Regions from separate parts of the Mus musculus genome. Here all the other regions are linked to region 2. The links are chromatin contacts, called in public Hi-C and HiChIP or PLAC-seq maps. All regions are on one chromosome and are shown on one strand. Each heading gives the region's core, a stretch centred on a gene start, on an enhancer-like site or on the middle of the called end of the contact. The rest is flanking DNA. Distances are from core to core; before and after follow the strand shown. Region 1 has its middle 140 kb from the start of 1700017M07Rik. Region 2 has its middle 76 kb from the start of Gm38512. Region 3 has its middle 140 kb from the start of Gm35255. Region 4 has its middle 49 kb from the start of 1700017M07Rik.

Evidence for each region. Hi-C and Micro-C count contacts between places; a contact is called where the count stands out from the background. HiChIP or PLAC-seq counts read pairs in DNA pulled down with a chosen protein or histone mark.
Region 1: an H3K27ac HiChIP or PLAC-seq map of neural progenitor cells shows a contact between it and region 2, with 12 times the contacts expected there. The contact joins two enhancer-like sites. A contact is called at or near these places in 1 of 484 Hi-C or Micro-C datasets (neural progenitor cells) and 5 of 115 datasets of contacts at active chromatin or transcription factors (astrocytes, embryonic stem cells, neural progenitor cells and 1 more).
Region 3: an H3K4me3 HiChIP or PLAC-seq map of forebrain shows a contact between it and region 2, with 5 times the contacts expected there. The contact joins two enhancer-like sites. A contact is called at or near these places in 3 of 484 Hi-C or Micro-C datasets (cortical neurons and neural stem cells), 10 of 115 datasets of contacts at active chromatin or transcription factors (astrocytes, differentiating embryonic stem cells, embryonic basal ganglia and 6 more) and 1 of 9 other capture datasets (embryonic tail).
Region 4: a contact with region 2 is called in a Hi-C map of forebrain, with 2.7 times the contacts expected there. The contact joins two enhancer-like sites. A contact is called at or near these places in 11 of 484 Hi-C or Micro-C datasets (cerebral cortex, cortical neurons, embryonic fibroblasts and 6 more), 3 of 115 datasets of contacts at active chromatin or transcription factors (astrocytes and embryonic stem cells) and 1 of 9 other capture datasets (embryonic stem cells).

What each region holds. Positions count from the first base shown.
Region 1 is chr3:35,137,975-35,143,859 of GRCm38.p6, reverse strand. No RefSeq gene overlaps it. Among named protein-coding and RNA genes, the nearest start is that of 1700017M07Rik, 140 kb to the left of the region's middle. Within about 2 kb of position 2,224, at least 25 of the 459 cell types and tissues checked have an H3K27ac peak or open chromatin away from gene starts, as enhancers often do. A contact at or near this core is called in neural progenitor cells, where this site is marked.
Region 2 is chr3:35,478,545-35,484,887 of GRCm38.p6, reverse strand. No RefSeq gene overlaps it. Among named protein-coding and RNA genes, the nearest start is that of Gm38512, 76 kb to the right of the region's middle. Within about 2 kb of position 2,842, at least 23 of the 459 cell types and tissues checked have an H3K27ac peak or open chromatin away from gene starts, as enhancers often do. A contact at or near this core is called in cortical neurons, forebrain, neural progenitor cells and 1 more, where this site is marked.
Region 3 is chr3:35,085,168-35,090,854 of GRCm38.p6, reverse strand. No RefSeq gene overlaps it. Among named protein-coding and RNA genes, the nearest start is that of Gm35255, 140 kb to the right of the region's middle. Within about 2 kb of position 2,299, at least 64 of the 459 cell types and tissues checked have an H3K27ac peak or open chromatin away from gene starts, as enhancers often do. A contact at or near this core is called in cortical neurons, forebrain, neural progenitor cells and 1 more, where this site is marked.
Region 4 is chr3:35,224,072-35,230,169 of GRCm38.p6, reverse strand. No RefSeq gene overlaps it. Among named protein-coding and RNA genes, the nearest start is that of 1700017M07Rik, 49 kb to the left of the region's middle. Within about 2 kb of position 4,564, at least 55 of the 459 cell types and tissues checked have an H3K27ac peak or open chromatin away from gene starts, as enhancers often do. A contact at or near this core is called in cortical neurons, forebrain and neural progenitor cells, where this site is marked.

The sequences.
Region 1 (5,885 bases), core at 975-3,474, 340 kb after region 2:
ACATCCATATCAATTGTCTGTAGGCTCAGACTGAAGAAAATTGACCCAGAAAACTTCTGTCCTATCCCTTACCTTGTGAGTTAGCTCTGATGATTACAGAGTTGCCACAGGTGAAGATTTTTCACATTGAAAGCTAATCACACTTTCAGAAAAATTTCTATGAGCCACTGGCCCTGAAAATATTCTTTTCTCACAAAATACACACATATTTGTGTGTTAGTTTTACATATGTATGTATGTATATATATATGTATATGTATATGTGTATGTATACATATATACATACATATACAATGTATACAATGTATATATGTATATATGTGTATACAATGTATATATATGTATATGTGTGTATGTATACATGTGTTTATGTATATGTATATATGTGTGTAAGTATACATATAAATGTGTATATATACATATATGTGTATATATGCATATATATACTATGTTTATATATAATGTGTGTATATATAAGGATGTATTATATATGTAGGTATACAGGAATATATGCTGGGATATATGTATATACATATTTATACACACACATATATATTTATATATATTTATATATACACATTGGGTATACACACTCACACACACACACACACACACACACACACACATATATATATATATATATATATATATATATATATATATATATATATATACACATATATATACCACACACACACACATACACGCACAGTGTTATGTGTTTTTCTTGGACACTATCTTCATCCCTGGGTTAATATTCATGATCAATTGCTACCATCTCTGCTCATCTTTCTGTATAATAGTCTCCAGAGATTCTGTGTAAAGGACTAAATATTAACATCCCTGTGTTTCCAGGGCCCAGGATACTGTTGGGCAAGTAGTAACTGAACAGTGACATGTTTGCTCAGTTGTTAAACAAATGAAGTAGACCTGTGAATTCTCTTCAAAAACCACTAGATTAATTCCGTTTCTGTTCCTCCTTTTTGAAAGGAAATGGTTAACCAAAGTAACACACAACTGGTAAAAGAGATGACCAGGAATGGTACAAAATAAGCTTCAGGCTTATTAATTGCAGATGTGCTAAAGCATTTTATTTGGAAACTCTTAAATGGTTCGTGTCCAACAGACCACCAAATGGAAAAGGATAAAGGTTTTATTGCTTAAAAAAAGAGAGAGATTGTCAGGTAGACATTCGTATCTTCATCCCTTGCTATGATCGTAATTCTGATGGAGTTGAGTTGACAAACATGCCATAAGCAATGCTCCAAATGCCATCAAATTATAAAAAATGAGTAAGAGGGCATTTACAGCATAGCCAACAAAAGAATGTAAAGTTTGCTTAAAGAGAGAAGGACTGTGGTGCAGCTCAGTGGCTGAGCACAAGCCTTGTCTATACATGAGGCTGAACTGGATCCCCAGCATCACAAAACAAGCCAAAGGATGTTCATATTACATGTGATGCTGCTATATGTCCCACGACTATGCTGTGTTCTGGAAACCTACCTCCTCCTCCAACCTCCTCCTCCTCCACTCTAGTTCCTGTCATCCCCCAGGTGTGGTCTCCACCTGGGTTCTTAATCTCTGTTTCCTCATCACGCTTGAGCCCCTTTACCAGAGGAGTTATCTCTGAAGATGCCTCTTCCAGATCAGCTCGTAAACACCCAGAGCGTTTTACACACTTCCCTCCCTCCAGCAGGCATGACTGTTTTTCGTAGCTCACGGGTGGCAGTGGCCTTCTTCTGGGAGCAATGCCAGAATCTGGTCCAGGAAAACTCTGAGGCAACTTTCAGGACCTTTGTAATGGATGCTACCCGTTGCCACATTTTATCTTGGTTTCCTTGGGAGAAAGCAACCATGCTTCGTTCAGACGGGCAAGCCAAGTTCGCTTTCTGATGCCAAACTGGCAAGGACCACAGAGCTTGGTGTTGGTCTGTGGATGGGAAAAGGCATCAGGAAGAGTTTCTGACTTTTTACATCTTTTGAAAATGAGCAGCTGATACATTAAATTTTTTGTCAGGGAACAAGCATCAGATTGCATAAATAACTCATTTGAACAGCAATCACCTCCCAGTCACTCAGCTCTCTGGCAGTTAACAAAAAGGTTTTAAGATAGAAACTGGACTATTTAGCTTTCATTAATCATTCATACTGTTCAAACACATCACACAGTAACTGAAGAGGGTTATGGTAGCTAAGCTTGAGTCTGTTGTGGAAAGTAAGTTTAACTTTCTATGAACTCACTGGACACAAAGAGTGTCCCCTGCTTACTATTCCAAATGTCACCAGCTAGAAGCAAACGGATGATTACGAATGGTAATGAAATACCTCTGAAGCCGTTTGTACACTAACAAAGAGTTACTGTCAGAACTTGAATAAGGTCCATCTACCCATTTTCAAAGAATGTCAACATTATATAAGGGGTAAAGCAGACAGCAACAGCTAAATACACAAACAAATAAGTTTCTGATAACATTTCCCTAGAACACAGTTTTCGTCAAATTTTTTTTTCTTGGAAAAGGAGAGATCAATGAAAGCATCTCACCTCCTTAAATCATTTCAACCCCACAGTGGGCCTCGCAGGAGTTAGGAGAGTTTTAGACATTCCATCTTTGTGTTCTGGATTTTTGGGGCATGGGGGCAATGGAGATTCCTGGGTTGAGTTTCTCTGGCTGATACTTGTTTTCTTCGTTTCATTTGTTCTCATCTTCTTAAGTGAAGCAGGGAAAACAGGGTGAAATTTTCTGTGTTCTGTCTCTAGGAGAGAGAAACCCAATAATTGCTGCTTCTTGGAGGCATTGGTTGGCAGCCCAGGAATTTCTTGATGGACTCCTCTGTTTAGCTGTTCCTGAGGACCAGGGTGGTGGCTTCTCCTAGGCTTCAACTGTGCCCTTACTAGGTCTGCATCTTTCTACTGGGATGAGACTCCACATTTTATGAAGGAGCCAATGAGTGGAAAATACCCCATTGCTTTTGAAACGTACCTAAAATCTCAGGGCACTAAGACTAAAGCTGCGTGAAAGTTCCTGAAAGGGAGGGTCTTTATGACAACCTACAGAGGGGCTGTTTCCTCTAGAAATAAGAATCTCATTTAGTGTGTTTTAAGGTCTTTAGTAGAGCTCTTTTGCCAGGAGGAGAACTACTTGGGAATCTGATGGTTTCATTTAGTTCTAATGAGAAAAAAAAAAAAAAAAGAGGCAGATGTGGTAGCAGCTGTTATAGGAGAAGCAATGGGTAGCGAGAACGCAGACTTATTGACACCCATGAAGAATGCTTAAAGGCGTTGAGAAAGAAGAAAAAAAAAAGATCTTGAAGACACAGAATTCAGTGCTAGGAAAAATGGGTGTATAAAACATAAAACAACATTTTATATCGATCAAGTGATTTTTTTTTTCCTTTAAAATTATCAGAAGCTGTTTAAAAGAAGGGAAGAATGTTTGACTTGTGTTCTGAGAAGTCTAGAGTCTAGGGCAGGCTTCTTGGAGGGATTGATCTGGCTTAACAGTGTCCCTCTGACCCCAGCAGTCTCAGCTCTGCCTTCTGTTCTCTGTGTAAATTTTATTCCAAGATTGACCCTCTACATGTAAGGTAGCCGCCCACAATATCTGGACTGCATGCTTTCTTAAATTCAGGTGGAGAGGGCAACATGGGAAAGAGATGAATGCCTTTCTCCTAAACAAAGTCCTGAGTTTCACTCTGGAATGTTCTTACCTTGGCAGTAGGAGGAGGCTTAAGTCAGTGACTCAGTGCTCTCTCCTCAAATCAAAACAAAATAGGCTGATGCAGAAGGGAATAATGGAGCCAGAGTGGCCAGACTGTCCACAATGAGTGTTGACCCAAACACAGCTTGATGTGTGGCTTTCACCAAGCAAACCTTCCCTGTAACGGTTACCTTGAAAACACTCATTACTATTTCTCAAAAGGCAGTTCTCGGACCCAAACTGCAGAGATGTGGTTTAAATGAAGATCCCTAGATCTTTCAGAATTTCTGTGAGTTTAAGAGATGGATGAGAGTTTGCCTTTTTAGCAAGTTCCTGGGTGCCTTTCATGCCCACTAACGTTTAGAGGTCACTATTCTATAGAAGTGTAATGCTCAGAAGCTAAGATTTCAGGAGCCTGTGGGCTTGTGATAGGAAGGTCTGAGAATGAATTTCACAGTACCTTTGTAAACTGTCCTGGATCTGGTAGCTACCAATAGTCCCACCTGAAAGACATGTAGTATTAACGAGGACTTGACTTTATATTGCCAAAATACAGGTGCCTCTTGTTGAAACTGTTTTCAAATGACCTGTAGTGCACATTTCCATAATCTGTGAGGGAATCCTGTTCTTTGGCATACTGCAGTAGTTTAAAGAATTATGCATTACAGTTATCTCTTATTTCACAAAGAAATTGTATGTATGCTGGTGCAAATGTGTGTATGGATGATGGTGTCATTCTTCAGGCCCTCATCCCTCTTTGAGACAGGGTCTTTCATTGTCCTAGAACTTTTCAAGTAGGCTAACATGGTTGGCCAGAGAGCCCCGAGGATACCTCTCTGTCCGCCTCCCATGTTATTATGAGATCATGCATGCATGCTATTTTATTTTTCCAGCGGCTTTACATGTATTCTGGGGACTAAGGTAAGGACCTCAGATGTGTGAGGCAGTTCATGGACTGAGTCGCTTCCCCAGCCCACATTTCTCCCTTTTCAAGGGATGTTTTGAAATCATCCACATATACTATACTTTAATTTCCCTTTGGTCATGGTGGTAGGTACTGCCGTAGTACAGATATTTAGTATAAGCAACTGCTCACCACCACATTTTGGGATGCTTTAGGATGGGGAGGGATAACACGTGATTCTCTTAGCTTGTTTATATCAGGTAAAAATTAATTTTCTTCAAGGGAGAAAGATGAAAAGTTAAATTTTTTTTGTCCTTTAGATGACCAGGGATTCATAGGCAAAATTTTCTTCTAAACTTTGTCTTGATTATTTTTTAATATGAAGAGGTTGGTAACTCACAAGGTCTTTATTACCATCCTGTATCATCGTACTGCTGAGAGTGGGCTGCAAAGCATAAGGAACTCGGGTGAGTTTTCCAAAAGGTGATACATTACAGAGAGAATTGCTATGTGAATTATGTGCACAGATTTAAAGTTATTGATTCACTGAAGAGCGTCTTTCTATAGCTGGTTTTTATCAGACCCCAAGGAGGTAACAAAACAGAGTTAACAAAGGCTTGGGTCTGTGGTGAGCAGTACTACCCAGAGCAATAACATCTAACCATCTATTCACACTCAAATGTAACTCAAATCTCTGGGGCAACAGCCACACACGAGCACTGTGTCTACCTGACAGCACAGGTACAAGGATTTTCACCACCATGGAAGATTCTGTGCACACAATAGTTGACTGTGTTAATGTGTGGCTATATAACACTATCTTAGCGTGTAAGAGGCCCAGAACTTAGTTCCCAGCACTGAAGTAAAGCAATCTCCATTCAAGTAATCCTTATGTATTTACCCACAGCATGAAGGAAACAGATTACTTCATTTCTCCGAACCTCTGGCTTCTGTTTGGATATGATGGCGGCACAGCAGGGGTAACAGTGAGGATTACCTAAGACGGTGTTGGTATTGGGGCAATTCTAGCAAGCAGTCACATATCTGATGTTTAATGGTTGCATGTGTGCTATATAGATGTGTTTACATGGGGCTAGAATAGCTAGGAATGTAGGCCAAGATACAATGGTAAACTCTCTTCAAATGAGCATTTTTGCAACGTGGTGATGTAATTCTTGGGTGTAAACTGTGCAGATGAAACCATCAAAGGGTCAGTTGCCTCCTGAGTGGAAGAGGTTGGGATGGTTTCTGAGATCCATTTGAAGGATTCTGAGAAAGCTCCA
Region 2 (6,343 bases), core at 1,593-4,092:
ACTGAACATTGAGTCTCTGACTTGGTTCCTTTCTCATTACTGTTATCAGGGAAACTTACAAAAGAAAGCTTTTAACTGAGAGCTAGCCTACAGTTCAGAGGCTGAGTCCACAGCCATCAGAGCAGGGAGCATGGGCAGCAGGCAGGCAGGCACTGAAGCAGGAGCTGAGGGCTTACTTATTGAGACAACAATGGGGGGGGGAGAAGGAGAAGGAAAGGGAGGGAGGAGAGGAAGGGAGGGAGGGAAGGAAGGAGAGAGAGGAGAGGAAGGGAGGGAGGGAGGGAAGAAGAGGGAGTGGAAGGGAGAGAGGGAGTGGGAGGGAGAGGGAGGGAAGAGAGGAAGGGAGGGAGAGAAGGAGAGGGAGGGAGGGAGGGGGGAACCGGGAAGGTGGGGATGGGGGCTGGGGGGGGGACAGAGGGAGGGTGCACCTAAGAGCCTACGCAGGCCATTCTCATTTGCACCATTACAGACCTCACACACACCAGTCAATCACAATTTCTGAGCACATCACCCAGTCGGCGCATGCTTCTTTCAGCCACCTGCCAAGAAAGTCTTTAATAAAAAATAAGTTTACAAAACCCAACTTACTATTTTCCTCTGTGTGCTCGTCTTTGCTTTTGTGAGTGAGTATTCCACACTCTGGTCCTCTGTTCAGCAGACTACAGGGAGGGAGAGAGGAAGAACTAGCCCCTTACAGGCTGCTAGCCTGGTGTTTGAAATGGTTTGACTTCTGACAGAACTCCCCCCACCCCCACCCCAGTCTCTGTAAGGAGAAAGATTAGACTTTATCTTTGGTTCTCTTGCCTTATTTTTATGTACTAGAAAGCGTTTTCTTCTTCCACACTAAAGATAATTTTCCTATGGAGAACTTATGTGCATTTTTTTTTCTTTTTAGATTGTGTCTTTATCGTTATTGGTTTTGGTAGAATTATAAATAGTGTTGTTCCTTAATTTTAGATTCCGGCTTCTCATTGCTGGTGGATAAGGAAGCAATCACTTTCATCTCTGACTTGTACTGTGCCACCTCATCAAGCTTATTTGTTAGAGTTTAAGTTTCTGTGGCGTTTTCTACTTTACTATCATGCTACCTAAATAGATGTTTGCTTCTCCCTGTTCTAGTACACATGTACCCTTAATTTCCTTTTCTTGTCTTATTGCACTAGCTATGACCTTAAGTAAGAGAGAGATGAATGCTATCTTTGTCCTGTTAGGGTGGCTAGGGGAAAGATGTCCTCTTTTACCACTTTCACTTTAATATGTAATAGTGCTAGAGTATGTGCATTCATGTGCGTATGTGTGTGTCTCAGTGTGTGAGCGCACGCGTGTGTGTGTGTGTGTGTGTGTGTGTGTGTGTGTGTGCCCACCTTCTTTAGGCTGAGGAAAATTCTTTATACTTTTTACTTTTCTGAGACTCAGAGAATGTAACTGATTTCTTTTAATCTGCTCTATTGAGATGTTTGGTTTGCAACATTCTTCTCTGGACGTGGAGAAGGCAAAGAAGAGCATTTGACTCTTCAGCCCGACAGCAGCAATCTTCAAGTCAGCTCTCTGCCACTTCAGTACCCAACTCCCAGTCTCCACTATAAAACTAGGAATCTCTATCAATTGCCTCGGGAAGGAGGCACCTTGTGGTGGAGTGATGAGCTCTAATCTGGACAGCTGCCTCTTCTTATCTTTATGACCTTGGACAAATCATAAAACATCATTTCTAAAATCAGTACCGTAATTACCTTATCAAACTGTGGAGATACTTTCAAATGGTAATCGCTCTGAAGTACTCTACACATTTAAATTATCGTGGAGAGGATACATTCTTGGGGGATAGGATTCTTGTCAGTTCATTTTTTGTATCCCTAAGTAAATGCTTAATGTGGATCTAATTATTCTGCGCTATACATATCCAGCCCCCAGGGCCGCGGTGTGCTGGGAGAAGCGAATCATGTCTTCACTGCGTCACTGTCAGAATCCAGGGCTGTGATCCAAGACTGAAGTGCTGTCACCCCAGTCGAAAAACAATCAGACCATGTAGATGGTTAGCTGTCAGGAGCTGGAGAAAGAAAGCATTTTACAACATTGGCTCAGGTCATCCGCAAATGCTAGCTGTTGTTTTCGTTTTGATTTGGGAAGTATCCCCACTAGGTGACTGGAAGCCTGGCTAAGTGAAGAGAAACAGTATAGTTTGGTCTTTGCTTTTGGTTTTTTGTTTTGCTTTGTTTTGTTTTGTTTTGTTTTGTTTTTGCTCTCTCCTAGAGGAAAAATTTTGTTTCCCATGCTTGATGACAGAGGGTGAGAATGGGGACTTGCAGTCCCCAAAACCACAATGGGGCGTGAGGTTCCTTTTTCTGAGCATCGTACAGGCCACTAGGTGGCACTATTTACCCATCTATGTTTCTCTGCTGGTCCTCAGCAAGGATCTTAATTCTAAACTAGTGTGTTTTGTTGGGAGTGATGGTGAGAGAGAAGCGTGTTAGGAAGGAAAATACAAATGACCCTCCAGAATCAATCCGGAGGGCTGATTAGGGGTCAGCTCTCAGCCACGGTTACACTAGACTTGGCAGGCTTGTGTCCGACTATTTTTAAAACTGATTTTTAAGAGCAACATGCAATTAGTTTCCATTTTCTTAAACCTTTAACAAATGACAAGATAAAATGAAATGTCGGGGCTTGGGACGTGGGATTGAGGAGGTACCCTCGCATGCTTGTGTCCCTCTCTCTCCTAAAATCATTAATGAGGTCGGGGACCCCTGAGAACCTTAAAGCCGCTTCTACGTGAAGCTCTCCGCTGAATCAGCCACCATCGGGGAAGCCAAGCACTGGTGTCCCTTTGGAGATGGCATCTGGGGAAGCCGCCCTGATCTCCAGGCCCGGTGGTGCTCCCTTTCCGCCTTGGCATGTGCTACACAGTCCCTGAGGACTGTTATTTATCTGGAGACCACAGAGATGAAACAGGAATTTCAAACTGGCACATACAACTTTTGGTGAGAGAAATTAAAGATCTCTCTCTCTCTCTCTCTCTCTCTCTCTCTCTCTCTCTCTCTCTCTCTCTCTCTCTCTCTCTCGTCCCCAGATGACAGCCCTCAGAAAACACACTGAACAGCCCCAAGGACATAGAAACCAATGGTTGCCCCCACTTTGTTTCGGGGCCACGGAATCTGCCGTTACCTCTTCACTGTCCGTTTTAACTTTAAAATCGCCTTGCACGACTCTGCCTAGAAGCTTGGTAGTCATTCATTCATTTATTTATTTTGACTTAGAAATGACACAACTAGAATCATAGTTTTCTCCCTGTTCCGAATCTTCCCAAAGCTTTCTGCCTGCCCCGCCCCCGCTCTCCACCCCTACCCCCCACTCATGAGCTTCCATTTTCTCTGCTTTGTGGCATGTCTACCAGCACACACCACCTTGAGCTGATGTGTGATAAACAGCTAAATATAGTGATGGCTTTGGCAGCTTCCTCTCGACGCCTGTCACAGACCCCCTAAAATGGGAATTAAACAGGTTTAAGATACACAAGAGGCTCTGTTATGCTTGGGAAGAGAGGACACTTTCTATGTCGTGAGCAAGTACTCCTCTGTTTGTGTGTTCGTGCCCTGCTTTATCTAAGGAACAATAATGACTTTAATGGTTGTTAGCAGATGCTCTGTTAGATGCTCAGAACCCCTTTCAGCCGCCGGCCTCATCCAGAAAAGTCTTTATGTGAAACCCACACTGTGTAATCAGTGGTCCTGTGCGGGGGCTGGGTGCTGGCTAGATGACAGTCGCCGCTGCTCTAGATACTCTAACAGCAATGGCTGAAAATTGCCTTCAGCTGATTCTATGTGGAGAACTCATGATATCTGGAGTAAATTCACTCAGGTCTCCAGCCCCCACAGTCCTCAAGAAAGAAAGAAAAGCAGAGAGAGAGAGGGGGGGTGGGAAAAGGAGAGAAGGTTGGCTATAGTACATAGGAATTCCAGCTCTCTGGGGCTTTGACCACACCAGTGAATACTAATTATACTGAATGTGTCGTCTTCACAAACCAAACACGTATTCCCAGGAGACAGATAGTGCCACCAATCCAACTCATGATGTAACCTGGATTTAAAGCCAGGCCTCTCAGAGGGACAGGCAATCGGGTCTATTAACTCTCATGACACGTGCCAGCGCTTTCACTACCACCTTGACCTAAGGAACACATGAATGTAACACTTTTATTTCATCAGCTTATGTGTTACCGGGGCTGGCTCTGAGACCTGGGTTTTGGAGACATTGAGAATAAAGGAATCGTTTTGGGGGACACACAGTTTGCAGGGATTTTTCTCGGGGGTGGGTGGTGGAATCAGTTGTGCTTTATAGATGTGTTGCTTCCACAAAATCTGGGTGGAGTGAAGTGGAACTTCAGCCAGGCAGTCATGTACTTCTCTATGCTGAGATGCATGCAGCACACCGCATCTGAGAGTCCTGGAGTCTTGTGACCTCGTTGGAGATATTTGGAGAAAGCTTTTCATTTGGGTGCCATGTGGATTGCCATCTTCCTTTTCAGATTTCTGTTGTGTTGTCTTTGTGGAGAGAGGCCCGAAATCAGTGGAGGCAAAGCCACATGACCTGGAGTCCATCTGATCATTGTACTTCCTGGGCCCCTGCCATTGTTTAAGGCCACCAGATGGAACTGTCCAGGTGGACCCAGGTTAGGCTCTTGTATACATTGCTGAAGTCCGCCATTGCTACTTTCTAGGAGACCCTAGCACCTATCTCTAATTACTGGGGTCCTGCTCGTCGCTGTGCTTTTCTGTCTCCAGCCAGGAAGAGTCCCCACTTCTCCTTCCTCCACCTGTCTCTCATGGCACTTGGAGAGCTCTGTGGGTGACAGGTGCTTCTGCACGTTGCTCTCTTATAAACATACATAGAGACCAGCCCATCACATCCACCTCACACACACAGCATCATGTAGATCAGCCAATCACATCCACCACACACACACACACACACACACACACACACACACACACACACACACGGCATCATGTAGACCAGCCAATCACATCCACCACACACACACACACACACACACACACACACACACACACACACAGCATCATGTAGATCAGCCCATCACATCCACCTCACACACACAGCATCATGTAGATCAGCCAATCACATCCACCTCACACACACAGCATCATGTAGATCAGCCAATCACATCCACCTCACACACACACACACACACACACACACACACACACACACACACACACAGCATCATGTAGATCAGCCAATCACATTCACCTCACACACACAGCATCATGTAGATCAGCCCATCACATCCACCTCACACACACAGCATCATGTAGATCAGCCAATCACATCCACCTCACACACACAGCATCATGTAGATCAGCCCATCACATCCACCTCACATACACAGCATCATGTAGATCAGCCAATCACATCCACCTCTCTCTCTCTCTCTCTCTCTCTCTCTCTCTCTCTCTCTCTCACACACACACACACACACACACACACACACACACGGCATCATGTAGGTCAGCCAATCACATCCACCTCTCTCTCTCACACACACACACACACACACACACACACATACACACACACACACACACACACACACACAGCATCATGGAAATCAGCCAATCACGCCCATCTCACACACAACATCACGGAGATCAGCCAATCACATTCACCTCACACACACACAGCATCCTGCATAGAATATTGTTCAGAAGTGTATTTTGAGTGGATAAATGACATAAAAGATGTCACAGGTTCCTTGTTGGCTTAATTTCAATAGTTATAGCTAAGGTCTCACAGTGTATAATAACACTGTCAAAAATAATTATCCATGTATGTATTTACTTAAGTCTTGCTTCCATAACTCTTTTCAAGTGTTTGAGTATGGGAGGGTGTTCAACAGGTCGTCGGCTCAGGGCTGATTTGCCAACATCATGAGGAGCACTCCAGAGTGAGGAGAGTTTTTTTTTTCTTTAACTTTCTGGGTTAGAGACCATTTTTCCATGTTTGTGTGAAAACTTGAGTGCTGACTCAGGATAACCCATCATTTCTACTCACCTTAGTAGCTAGCAGGTGACAGAATCCAGACTGGAATTCAGACTTGAACTCAGAATAAGTGTGGCCTCCCTGCCACACTGCTGTTTTGTGATAAGAGTGTCTATCCAGGGAATACGTAAGATAGTGATTCTGAGCAGCAACCGACATGGATGCTCTGGTTCAGCCCAGATCTCCTTAGTGGCTCATTTTACAGGTGGAGGAGCTAGGCTTGGGCTGAGGTGAGGTGACTTATCAGAGATGGCAGACCTGGTCTGTGACTGGACACCCCGTCTAGTCA
Region 3 (5,687 bases), core at 1,050-3,549, 390 kb after region 2:
GTCCCGGATGTCATCCTGGGGCTTGGGAAAGCCCAGAGGCACCTGAAGCAATCTGGTTTACCCAGACTTGAGAGCTTAGAATGACCTAGGGCCAGCAAGGAGGCCCCCAAGGGTCAGTGCTAATTGGGGCCGATTCCCCAGGGGTACACAGCCCAGACTGTTCCCAAGGAGTTCAGCTGGAACTAGATTGCTTCAGGAATGTGAGCCAGGCAAACAACTGCTCAATTGTTTGAGCCCCTGAGCTTGGTCCCCAAGCAGCTTCCCAGCTAAATGTAGGCCAACAAGATTGCTGAAAACTGTTGGCAAAGCTAAACGCAACACTTCCTTCATTTGCATTTAAAAATTAAAGTTCAGCCTTGAAGTGGGCATTAGGCAAACCCTCCCTAAATGAATACCGAACAAGTGCATGAGATCACCCTGGCACCCCAAGCGCTCTGCTCCCCAACTCTTGCAAGCAGAGAATGGTTTGTTTGCCATGACTCTTTCTCTACCACAGTCAAGACCTTGAAGCTGCAACCTTCCGATCGAAGGTGAAGCGTTTTAACTGACGGCTTTGTGGGTAACTCTGGGCTTCTCTCTAGCATCGCTGTTGAGACGGTTTCTTGACTTGCCTATGTTGAACACATGTCCAGAATCAACCCGCATCTATGTCTGGCATTTACGCTTAACGCAGATGGCAGATGTTAGCATGGAGATGTTCAGGGTCAGTCAGAAGTATCCAAGACATCCTCCTGCTCAGCCCATCTGCTCCTGCCTTCTCCTTCCCAAGATGCCTACACTATAGATTTGGTTAAGATTTTTGTTCATTTACTGGCTCTGGAGAAAGCAAAGGTTTCTCCACGTCTAGTCCCCCACATCTCTTGTGTGATGGTTCTCTGAAAACATGGTAGTATCAGAACAGCAAAAGTTGACAGATTCCAGCCTGTCACCAAATGCCTGTTTTTTAGAATTGAACTCCTTTTAAAAGTACAGCTCTAGGACACTCTGGGCTCCACTGTATGGAATCATGTCTGCAAACGGACCCTTGACTCACGGGAATTGATATTTTTAGGTGTATTTTGAGACTTTATTGGCTCTTATCTACCTTCATGGACTTTATTCGTATACATCTTATCCTTGTGAATCAACGACACCACCTCTGACTTGACTGGGCTGACTGGACAGATGTGGCCAGCCCAGCCCTGGTTAACACTGCCTAAAATGCTTATAAATTAAATCATAGACACAATGTAGCTTCCCTCCAAGCTTAAAGTTCCCCCTTCCTTCTAAAGCTGGCTTCTGGCTCCTCAGGATGGGCTCTTTTTAAGGGAGCACTATCCTTGCAGTGTTCTGACATTAGATGACTAAACAAAATTGCTGTGGCCCTTTGAGTTTCTGGGTACATGTTTGTTTAGAGGTGTTGTTTTTATTTGGGAGGCGGGGGTTCTCCAGAGAAGCTTGGTTTGTTGTCTGTGCCCATGATCAAATTACTTTGTAAATGGCATGAAAATGCTGTGTATGTGTATACACACACACACACACACACACACACACACACACACACGGTTGAATCTACCAGAGCTTCATTTTAAAACCATGTGGGTCTACGGCCATTTCCACCAAGGCAGGCCCAGATAAGCGAGGCTTGTTTGTGTGCGTGGTCATGTCCATCCTGAGCCCATGTCTAATTCTGTGGGCTCCCTTCTGGTTTGTGGCGCTGTTGTATCTGAACCTAACCCCCCTCTCTCATCACAGCAAAAAGTTTCTTAAGAGCTTAACTTACAGCCGAGTGCCAGCTCCCCCCATTTAATTTGTCCTGCTACCCCGGCACTTGTCATGTGTGTTCAGGCAATGGTGAGGTCAGTTCTCAGGGCCCAGCTCTCTGGACACCCTCAATGATGACCTCATTAGAGGCACAGATGTTTGCTGCACTTTGGGAGATGGGGAGAAAGCAGAGCAGTAAACTAGGCCAGCTTGCAATAAGGCTGTTACCCACAATTCAAGATAAAATGCCGGATAGTTCCCACTAGGTTCTGGTCGGCTAGGAGACAGCAACTTATTAATCTTGTGTCAGAGAGCCAGCTGCAGCAAGGCCGTTTCCATATTTCACCACTAACCCTATGTCTGGACAGCCATTGTCTTTTCTTATGAAAAAACTCTACAAATCAGCTGCGTTCTCTCTCTGCCTCTCTCTCCTCTCCTCCTTTAGCTCCGCAAAGCCCCCCACTTGTCCTCTTTGGAGAGTCGGGGCGCACCCTCCAGCCTGGGCCTGGCTTACTAATTCAGAGCCCGTGCTTACTTTCTAACTTTAATGATATTCCCTCAGCGTAGCACTTCGGTTGCTTGGCGACCGGATTTGAGCTAGGCCTCTCATTTGATTCCCACACATCAGACCCTGAAAAGCACTTTTTTCCCCCGTCCCTCAGCTTTTGATTCTTTCTGCTCTGAAACCCTTCCCCCGCGGTGTCAGTATGGGTGGGCAGAGCGGTGGTAGGAGGAGGCCAAGGGTGAAGGGCGGCCTATAGTGCACTGGTTACACATCAAGGCCTCCAAACAAAGCCTCCGGGAACCCTCCCTGACCAACACAAATTCCCCTCAGAAAAAGCAAATTTGGCTTTCCCTCATAGTGTGGGTGTCGTTTTGAGACTTTGCTTAGATACTTTATTAAATCTGATGCCTCTCATTGTTTTTTCTGCTGTTTCTCCCCAGAGACTTCCCATATCAACAAGTTGCTGTAGGCATAAGCAAACAGATTACAGAGAACTGAAATAATCGAACAGACAGCAGGCTGGCACCCACGCTTCTGATAGCTTCTAATTAAATCATACTATCTGTTAGTGAAGAACCCTCTATCTTGGTGTTGGGGGAGATGTGCTGTTTACCCCCACGATAAGGAAACATTTTATGCTAAAATGTGTATGTGGACATCCATGGTGCGACTGGCAAAAAGATGAGGGGAAAAATTTTCCCCATTTTTGTCTTTTTAAAGAAAAATAAAAATGCTATATATGCTATTGAAAAAGATCCACTGTAGAAAACAAAAACCAAAAAATAAAAAATCAAGGCGTTGAACATACTTCTGTGTTTTGTGGTTGAAGCTCTAACACAAGAGGGGACAGTCAAGGAAGGACTCAAAATGAAGGATGCTTGAGTTTTCCGATAGTGTTGTTTCCATTGAAATTATATTATGCAACTATGTCCTTAAGAGGCACACACCACACACAAACCACACCACACACACACACACACACACACACACACACACACACACACACACTCATAGCAAGGAATGAGCTGCTTCACTGACTAGAGCCAGTGAACAGTCATGCTTCTGCATACAGATTCCAGACACACGGGAGTATGTTCTTACATGTATATAAATGTACGTATAGTCTATTACACAAGACTGTGTGCAATCTATTATACGTAGTCATGTATAGTCTATTTTAAAGAGAGACACACAGAAGCATGTTTCATACATGTGTGTAGATTCGTGTCTATGCATTTAGACACGGTGTGGTGGTCTGTTCTAGAATGTAGCTCAGATATTCTTGTTGGCTTCCTTTCTCACAGATCCCTAAGGACTTGCTCACACAATGCCCACTCTCACATGCCAATCCTGTGTCCTGATGGAAGTGTGACCTTCCCACTCCATGGACACTTGAAAGCTGGGTTCTTAGACCTTATTGTCTTCCTGTTGGACTTACAGGAGGCTGACAGAAGTCTGTTGTCTCCTTCTCAGCAGTGATTAAACCAGTATGCAAAGCTCTTGCCTTCCATTCCCAGGTACTGGCCCAAACCTCCTTTTTCCTGTGAACTGCCTTCATAGCTGATAGGTGAGTGAGATTCAGATTTGTACAGTACAGTCCTAATCTGACACTCAAGCAAAGATTCTAGATAATGTTTAAACTCTGCTCTTCTTTCTGCCTAAAGTTTTAATCCGTACATTATCTGTATTTTAGGTGAACAGACGGGCAGATCGGATTCGTTATTCTATAACAGGATCTACTGGTCATTCTACTATAGGGTAGCTTCCTACTTCCTGTATGCCAGCAACATTTTGGTTTGGGGAAAATGTAGGCCATGGTACACTAGTAGATAGTTGGTGAATACTGTATAAAGCACCCCTGTGGTGAAACTATTAGTAAAACCGGAGAAGCAAGGGCTCTTTAATTTTACATTTGTAAAGAGAATTTTAGAACTCAGTTTGACTATAGGCACACGCACACTCAGACCTTGTGTGACGGGGTAGAGGGACAAGGGAAAGGGGAATAAAATTCCATGCAGGGTGGGGACAGCCATCCAGCTATGTGGTGCAGAGTTAATGACGGGCAGAGGGAGCTCTGAGGACCCCTCCCATGTTGCTGCACAGTGTCTGTGACTTCTCAGAAACACTGTTAATAATGGAAAACCAATCACAAACGACACTCAACTTGATGCCCTGCATATTTGTTATTTCCTCTTCTTTTCTACATGGTTTTTGCTCCCTCATGCTCACCTGAGCCCAACTAAAACTAAAATCTCAAAAGAACAGGCATACCTCAGGAAAGACTTCCTTAAAATATTTTTAACCTTACCCATCTGGAGTTTCTAAACTCCTGTGATGGAAACGTGATCACGTTATGCGCCTGCCTGTTCTGGGCTGCCCCTGGGTTGCCTGTTCTGGGCTGCCCCTGGGTTGCATGTTTGCTTCTGGAAGCTTGCCGCAGCTGCTGTGTGCACTTTCCCACTGCTAACGACAACCACACAGCCCTCCAGACCCGTCATGCTTCTAGACTCCTATCCATACAACAGGAGCAGAGCACAAGCTCGAGAAACTGCTACCTCACTCTTGACGTCTGTAGAAGACATGAGAAAAGTTAGGCCAAAGGAGGACGAAGATGGGCTCACTGCTCTCATTAATGAATGGCTGGCCGGCCATGAGAAACAAGATTATTGATTTAGTGTTAGTTATGGCCATGGCAACAAAGTGAGTATTACAGAAGATAAAATAATAGGGAGACATAAAATAGCTTTGATCCATGACCGTGGGACCTAAAGAGGGCTTCACTTACTAGAACTGGCCAGCATGACTTGTGTTGTTCTTATGTTGATCTGAATGGAGTATATGGCTCCCTCGGAGTTATGTTCTCAGTTGTACCTAGCACCTGAGCATTTGTCACTCTTCTAGATCACACAAAGCAACAGCTGTGCAGTAAAACAAGGGACTGTGAAGTAGAAGAACTCAGAGATGTGTCTCCATCCTTGTCATGGTGCCTTTAGTTTCAGTTTCCTTGATGTAAAACCAGGGAGGCAGTCACACAGAGATCAAGTAGCCTTTCCTGCTAGTTCTTGCTATGTGGTTCTGTGGTCTCCAGGAAGAGATTAGTGAGAAAAGGCCCAACCCACCCACGAGTACACTTACATGTCATGAAGATAAAAGAAGGTTCCAATGCATCTATATGTGTGCACATGAGCTTGGTATGTGGTGTGCATGGTACATATATTGTCTGTGTGTGTGTGTGTGTGTGTGCATATGTAAGATATGTATGGTGTTTGTGGTACCTATATTGTCTCTTTGCATGTGTGTTTGTGGGTCCATGTGTATGTAAACATGTAAAGTGTGCATGTTGTGTATGGTACATATAGAGTGTGTGTGTGTGTGTGTGTGTGTGTGTGTGTGTGTGTGTGTGTATGTGTGTGTGTATGTGTGGACATGTAAGATGTGT
Region 4 (6,098 bases), core at 3,315-5,814, 260 kb after region 2:
AAAAGCAGGAGACTGTAACCTGACATGGTCATCTGTCCTGGAGCAGGGCTTTAATCCAATGTTGATTTCTGGTAGATATTTTCACCAAATATATCCACATGGAAACGTTACCACCCTACCCCTACCCCCATGAGACACCAGAAGAAAGTACTAGAATATCTTTTGTATTGTTCCCTAAGAACCAACACATCCTTAAACTTGGCCTGTAGCTTCAAAGGTGTGGTGAGTTATTTAGGTTAATCTGAGAAATGAGAAGGAAATGGAGCCTCCCCCTTTGTCTCTGATGCCATGTGTGAGGGGCTGATGCTTGCACACTGGTGTCACTTTGCTAGGATGGAAACAGCGTGCTCCTGAGATGTGATTGATACTACCAGAGGCTTCTGCAAATCAAGTGGGTGCTTTATAGCAGCTCCGATGGCAGCACCTTCTCCTGTGCCCCCGAGGGCTTGTGCCGTGCACTGTGAGTCTTTACCATACTTACAAAACACCACAGGTGTTCTCTCCTTTTCTAACAAAAAAGTTTTCAAAGGAGCTGCAAAGAGGCCATTTCCACTCGGTGCAGCAAAGCTAAACCCGGCTAGGGATCAACTTTACCGTGGGAGGCAGGTTAATGCCCCCCAAATGAGAAATGAGAGTGGGATCTTTGGGGGCAGATCTGAAAGATTTTGGTCAGGTTTCAATTCTCTGGAGACAGGTTGGTGGTGGCTCTGGAGTGTGATCATGACATATGGACTAGAGGGACAGTCTATAGCCAGGGGACTCAGAGTGTTTCCTTGACAATCCTACCCATAGTTTAAAAGTACATATTTCCAGTCCCTCTTTAGGAGAGCTCCAAAGCCCGTGTGTCCAGGTGCAGGAAGTCTGTTGCACGCTGTACCTGAGAGCCACTAAACCCAAAGCAGAAAGTAGGGATACCAAAACCTCTAAATCAGAGATTGTAACAAAGCTACTTTGTACTCAATTCATAGGAAATACTTCATAAACATTTAGTTAAGAAATTAATAAAGCTCAAGGGGTTGAGGGCCCAGTAAAGAAAATTGCAGAAAACGGTGTAAGAAGCCAACAAAACCTCTATCCCACCTGTAACTACTTCACAGTAGAACTGACACTTATCTTAGTCATTTTTACATAGTGTCCAGCCATGTAGTCCAGGCTAGCTCATGGAACTAGTGATCTGTCTGCCTTAGCTTCCCCAGTGTTTGGATCATAGCTGTGTGTCACCATGTTGAGGTTACAATGGGCTCTTAGTGAGTGCAATTTTATAAATGATTAATGAAATTTTCTATTATTAGATCATATGTTTTTCTCCTGTCTTTCCTTGTAGCTATCCACTGCAAACACCAAAGATGAAGGGTTTTGTTGTTGTTTGTTTGTTTGTTTTTGTTATTTATTTATTTACTTACTTACTTATTGCAAGCCATGAGTCAAGGAGATTTGGTAACTTGCTCCACTGTTGGTCCTCACTCCTGCCTGAAAGAGAACTCACATGGTTAGCAGGTGGCAGCAGTAGGTTGGGGATTGGCTGCCCACATTCTAGGACTCTCAGAAGATACTGTGGTGGGAGGCAGGCACAGGCAGGATGGCACAGACTACATGGTTAAGAGCAGAGGGCACCACAAGCCTGAGGCTGCCAGGCCACCATTCAGACTTAAATCCAGTCTGTGGCAACACACAGCCCAGAGATCCAGTCATTACTATCTTTGGTTGACAAAAGGATGGTCCCCCTGAAAATGGGACCAGGCAACAAGAGGTCACTTTTATACTAATTTCCATTCTTGACCTTTATTGTAAAAACATCTCATTTATTATCTACCACCTTCCTGGATGTTGTTTTATGAGCTGTCCGGGATGCTAATTTGTCTGAGGTCTCAGCAAAAGTGCTGAGATACCAATCCACAGTCAAATTCTCAAGCCTGAATTTTCTCTTCTGTTAAGAAACTGTATGAGTGCAGGGGGCTATGGTGTCAGTCACTAAACACCTACGGCGTCATCTGATCACCTATGCACTGAGGAAGTAATTGTAAGTAAGATAGAACTTACAGTTTAAATGCAAAGGTTTGCCTTGGTGCAGAAGTTGTGATCAGACATGTAGGCCTCTGTACCAGTGGGCAGCTGCACTTCAGTTCACAGCACCTTTAGAATCTTTCTATCCCTTCTGGTCTACCTATGCATTCTTTATCTAGGAAGTGCATTTTAAGTGTGGGTGCAAGCTTGTGTGTATGTGTGTGTATAACACATGTATGTTTGTGTGTTTCTAGGCGTGTGTGTGGTGAGGTGTGGATGCATGTAAGTGAGTGTGTGTGTGTGTGTGTGTGTGTGTGTGTGTGTGCTGGTTGCTGGTTGCAGAAACTTAGGAAAATCTCAAGTACCATCCCTCCTGGGGCTCCATGCAGATCCTGACCACTTTGTTTATTTGTTTGTTTGTTTTTGTTTTTTGGGTTGTTTTGTTTTGTTTTGTTTTAAGACATTGCTTCTCACTGTCCTGGAACTTGGGAACTAGGCCTGACTGGCTGGCCAGTGCGTCCAAAGGATTGTCTCTGCCTCTCCGGCACTGGGCTGCCAAGCACACACTACCATGTGGAACTTTGTGCAACGTGGTTCCTGGAGATGAACTTCAGATCATGATGTTTGTGGGCCAGCTCCCCGGCGCTTTCCCTGCTGTTCTGAAATGCTTCCAGTGGAAACTGCGTTTGGCCTCTCTCCCTCTAAAAGCCATACACTCTACAGTCCTTTCTATTTTATACTTGCTGACTCTGACCCCAGAGGTGTCCTGAGCCATGAGATGGCCACCTGTTTCTAGAGAGAATGAGGTTCTGGACTCTTCCTGTTCCTCCTCCTTCCTCCTGTGGGTTTGTTGCTTGTCAGGCCACTTAGCAACTTGATCAAGAGTCTTAGGGAGACAAGAGTTGATTTGAATGGATGGTTGGTGGGTTAGAGCCACAGGGTCCTAAGAATTTTCTTCGTTTTACTTGACATTTCAAGTGCAAATGTGTATTTTAATATCCGCCTTGAACATTCTTGAGAGGGGAATCATGGTGGCAAGCAATGACTACACTGGTTAATTTAGTCAAATCATTGTGACAACTCATTTTAGCTTCTTACAGTAAAGATGTGAAACCAGACAAGTGCACATACTACGTACACATTTTATGCAGTAAATGTGCTGACAGCGTTTAGAAAGTTCAATGTTTTGGGGGAATATTAGGGGTTAAGACTAAGAAATTACCCTTATTATAGAACATTTATAATACCATAATTAATGAGATTTTATCTTTGTAGTTTAGTTTGCATCTCTCTTTCAACAATGATCCATTGCTGTGGCAAAGACTTCAGCAGTCTCAGCTGGGCTGCCTTGGGCATACATGGGAATAGGGGGATCCTGGAGAGCCAGCCTGAAGCCCAAGTGATTTCCTGGGTCCTTGACATTAATGAATGTCTCAGTGAATAAGTGAATAAGATTTTGGAAATAATGCTAGGATCCATACAATATATACTAGCACAACTTCACATTCAAATATTAAAATGTTTTTCTGATGGTTGAAAAACAGTGACATCTCTTTGGTCTTACTAAACTCACTCCTGTGAACACACGGTCCACCTTATGACTCCACTATGTGCCTTCAATCTACTGAACCCAGGTAGCTAAGGTCATAACTGATGTAGCAAAGAGGTCAAGGTCCTTGAAGACATTACTTTTGTCCTTTCTTGAAATGCATAATCTTCTTGGGTCAGGATTTTTCCTATTTACATTTCTACATGAATTTAATAGCAATTTAGAGTGGAAGGGTGGAAAGGAGAAGTGAGGGTGGGAGGGAGGAAGGTGGGAGGGAGTAAAGGAGGGAGGGAGGGAGAAAGAATGACAGAGAGAGAGAGATTCCACAGGCTCACACTGAAGATGGGTTTGGTCATATTCAACACATTGAACACCTTATTGAACATCTTGAAGTATTCAGAATCCCGTGGTGTTCTGTAAGGCCCAGATGTGTACAGCCAGGTGCCTCCCTCCCAATGTTTAAACCCATTTTATGGAGGATTTAATCCATCTTTGGAATCACAGACTTTGGAATGCATTCCTTGGGAGGCCATCTGAGATGATAAAAAACAGGTCCAAAGATGATATTCAAAGATGCCATTTATGGACTGGCAGAAAGGGGCTGAGCAGAGAGAGAGAGAAACTTGGCAGTGCTTTGTGGAGTCGTTTCAATTTGCCCTGTTCTAGAGCACAAGGGAACTCTTGAAATTTCATAATCATAGGATCTTTTTATTCATTTCCCAAAGAGCATGTTTTTGAGTCAGTGCATAATATAGCTATTTGTTCTCTCGAACACATCTTAGGGATGAAAAAGGAGTTAGGAAAATGAGCCCATTGTTTTTTAAAATTAGTGACAAACTTCAAAATAATTCCAAACAAACCTCAAATAAAACATTCTCCCCCTACTGCGAGTCCCATTTAAACTGTTTGGGTCAGTCTGCTTTAATGAGCCCCATTCATGCTGACTCGTCCACACACTTCACACAAAGACAACTGTACCTCTAAACCCATTTGAAAGTGATGGATGACTGTCAGCTCTGTGAGGCGAGCATGTGGTGGCTTGATAGCGCGGTGAAAGCAATCGCCGAGTGCGAGTCTGTTTCTTTTGGCAACGGAAGGGGTTGCTAATGGATTCATCATTTTCTGTTAAGCATGAATGTCAAACAAAAAAACATTTAGGGCTCTATTCAGCAGAGTTTCCGGCTTGATGCTTGCCAGCTATGGAGGCCCTGTGACTTGGAACCTGGACAGCCCAAAGCCTGATTTTTATTCCCCAAGTTCCGTGGAGCTAGAGCCCCCGAACCTGGAATTCTGCCAAAAGCTCCTTCCTCATCCTCTACCTCTTCCTGTGCCTCCTCCTTCTGCCCTTCTCACACTTCCTCCTCTCTCCTCTTCCTTTGCCTGCTCTTTTCCCTTCACCTCCTCCCTTGTCCCGCTCCTCCTCTCTTGCTCCTCCTCTCCTGCTCCTGCTCCTCCTCTCCTGCTCCTCCTCTCCTGCTCCTCCTGCTCCTGCTCCTCCTCTCCTGCTCCTCCTCCTGCTCCTGCTCCTCCTCTCCTGCTCCTCCTCTCCTGCTCCTCCTGCTCCTGCTCTTCCTCTCCTGCTCCTTCTCTCCTGCGCCTCCTCTTCTGTCTCCTGCTCTGCTTCCGTCTGCATCACCTCGGCTTCTCCTCCTCTACCTCCCCCTTCTCTTTCTTTTTCTTTTTCTCTCTTCAGCTCCTCTCTTTTCCAATCATGTGACATTATGGGCCTTGCTCTTCGATTGGTGGTATCTGGAACAGAGTGAGATACCAGCTCTTATCCCATCATTGACTCTGCCTAAGAACCACATAGAAATCCACTCATAGAGGGCTGGCAGGGTAAGCACGGGGCACATGCCAGTGCTGCTTGTATCTTAGACCTGACTGGATGAAGCAGGGATTGCCCATTTGTTATTTGGAAATCATAAACAATCAATGTGCTCTGAACTCATTCTACGCCCAGAAAATGAACACAAAAATAGAAGTGGAGAGAGATGTAGGCTTTTGAGATGCTGTGTTGTTCTCTGAATGGACCGGGAGAGGGCTTGGGGAAAATGCTGGCCTTGCCACACAGCTCTTATTGTATCATTTACCACAGAAGGGCTTCCTTCTGTGGGAGAATGGCTTCTTCAACCACATCCACAGTGGAAGGAATTAGGAGCTGGGCCCAGACAAGGGGAGCACTACCCCCCTGCCAGAGGCAGTGACTATTATTTAGACCCCAGAGTAACTGTGAGGCTGGCATGAGTCTTGGAACCAGCTCTGACATCGTGGATAACTCTCTATCAGCCTCAGTGCCTCAGATTTTGAACATTGTTGTTTTGTAGGTTAAATGAAATTGCAAAAGATCAGTAGTCTAAATTACGAGTTCATGCACATAGCGATTTATTAATTTAATTATTTTAACTAGTAAGGTGAACAAACAATGAAAGCCAGGAGCTTGTGTAAGGTCTAAGAGCTCAGAACATAGAAGAGATAGATTATTAACACCCACTTGCTTCTCTGCCAATCAAATGGGTGCTCCCTCCATCTGGGCTCAGCTCCTCCT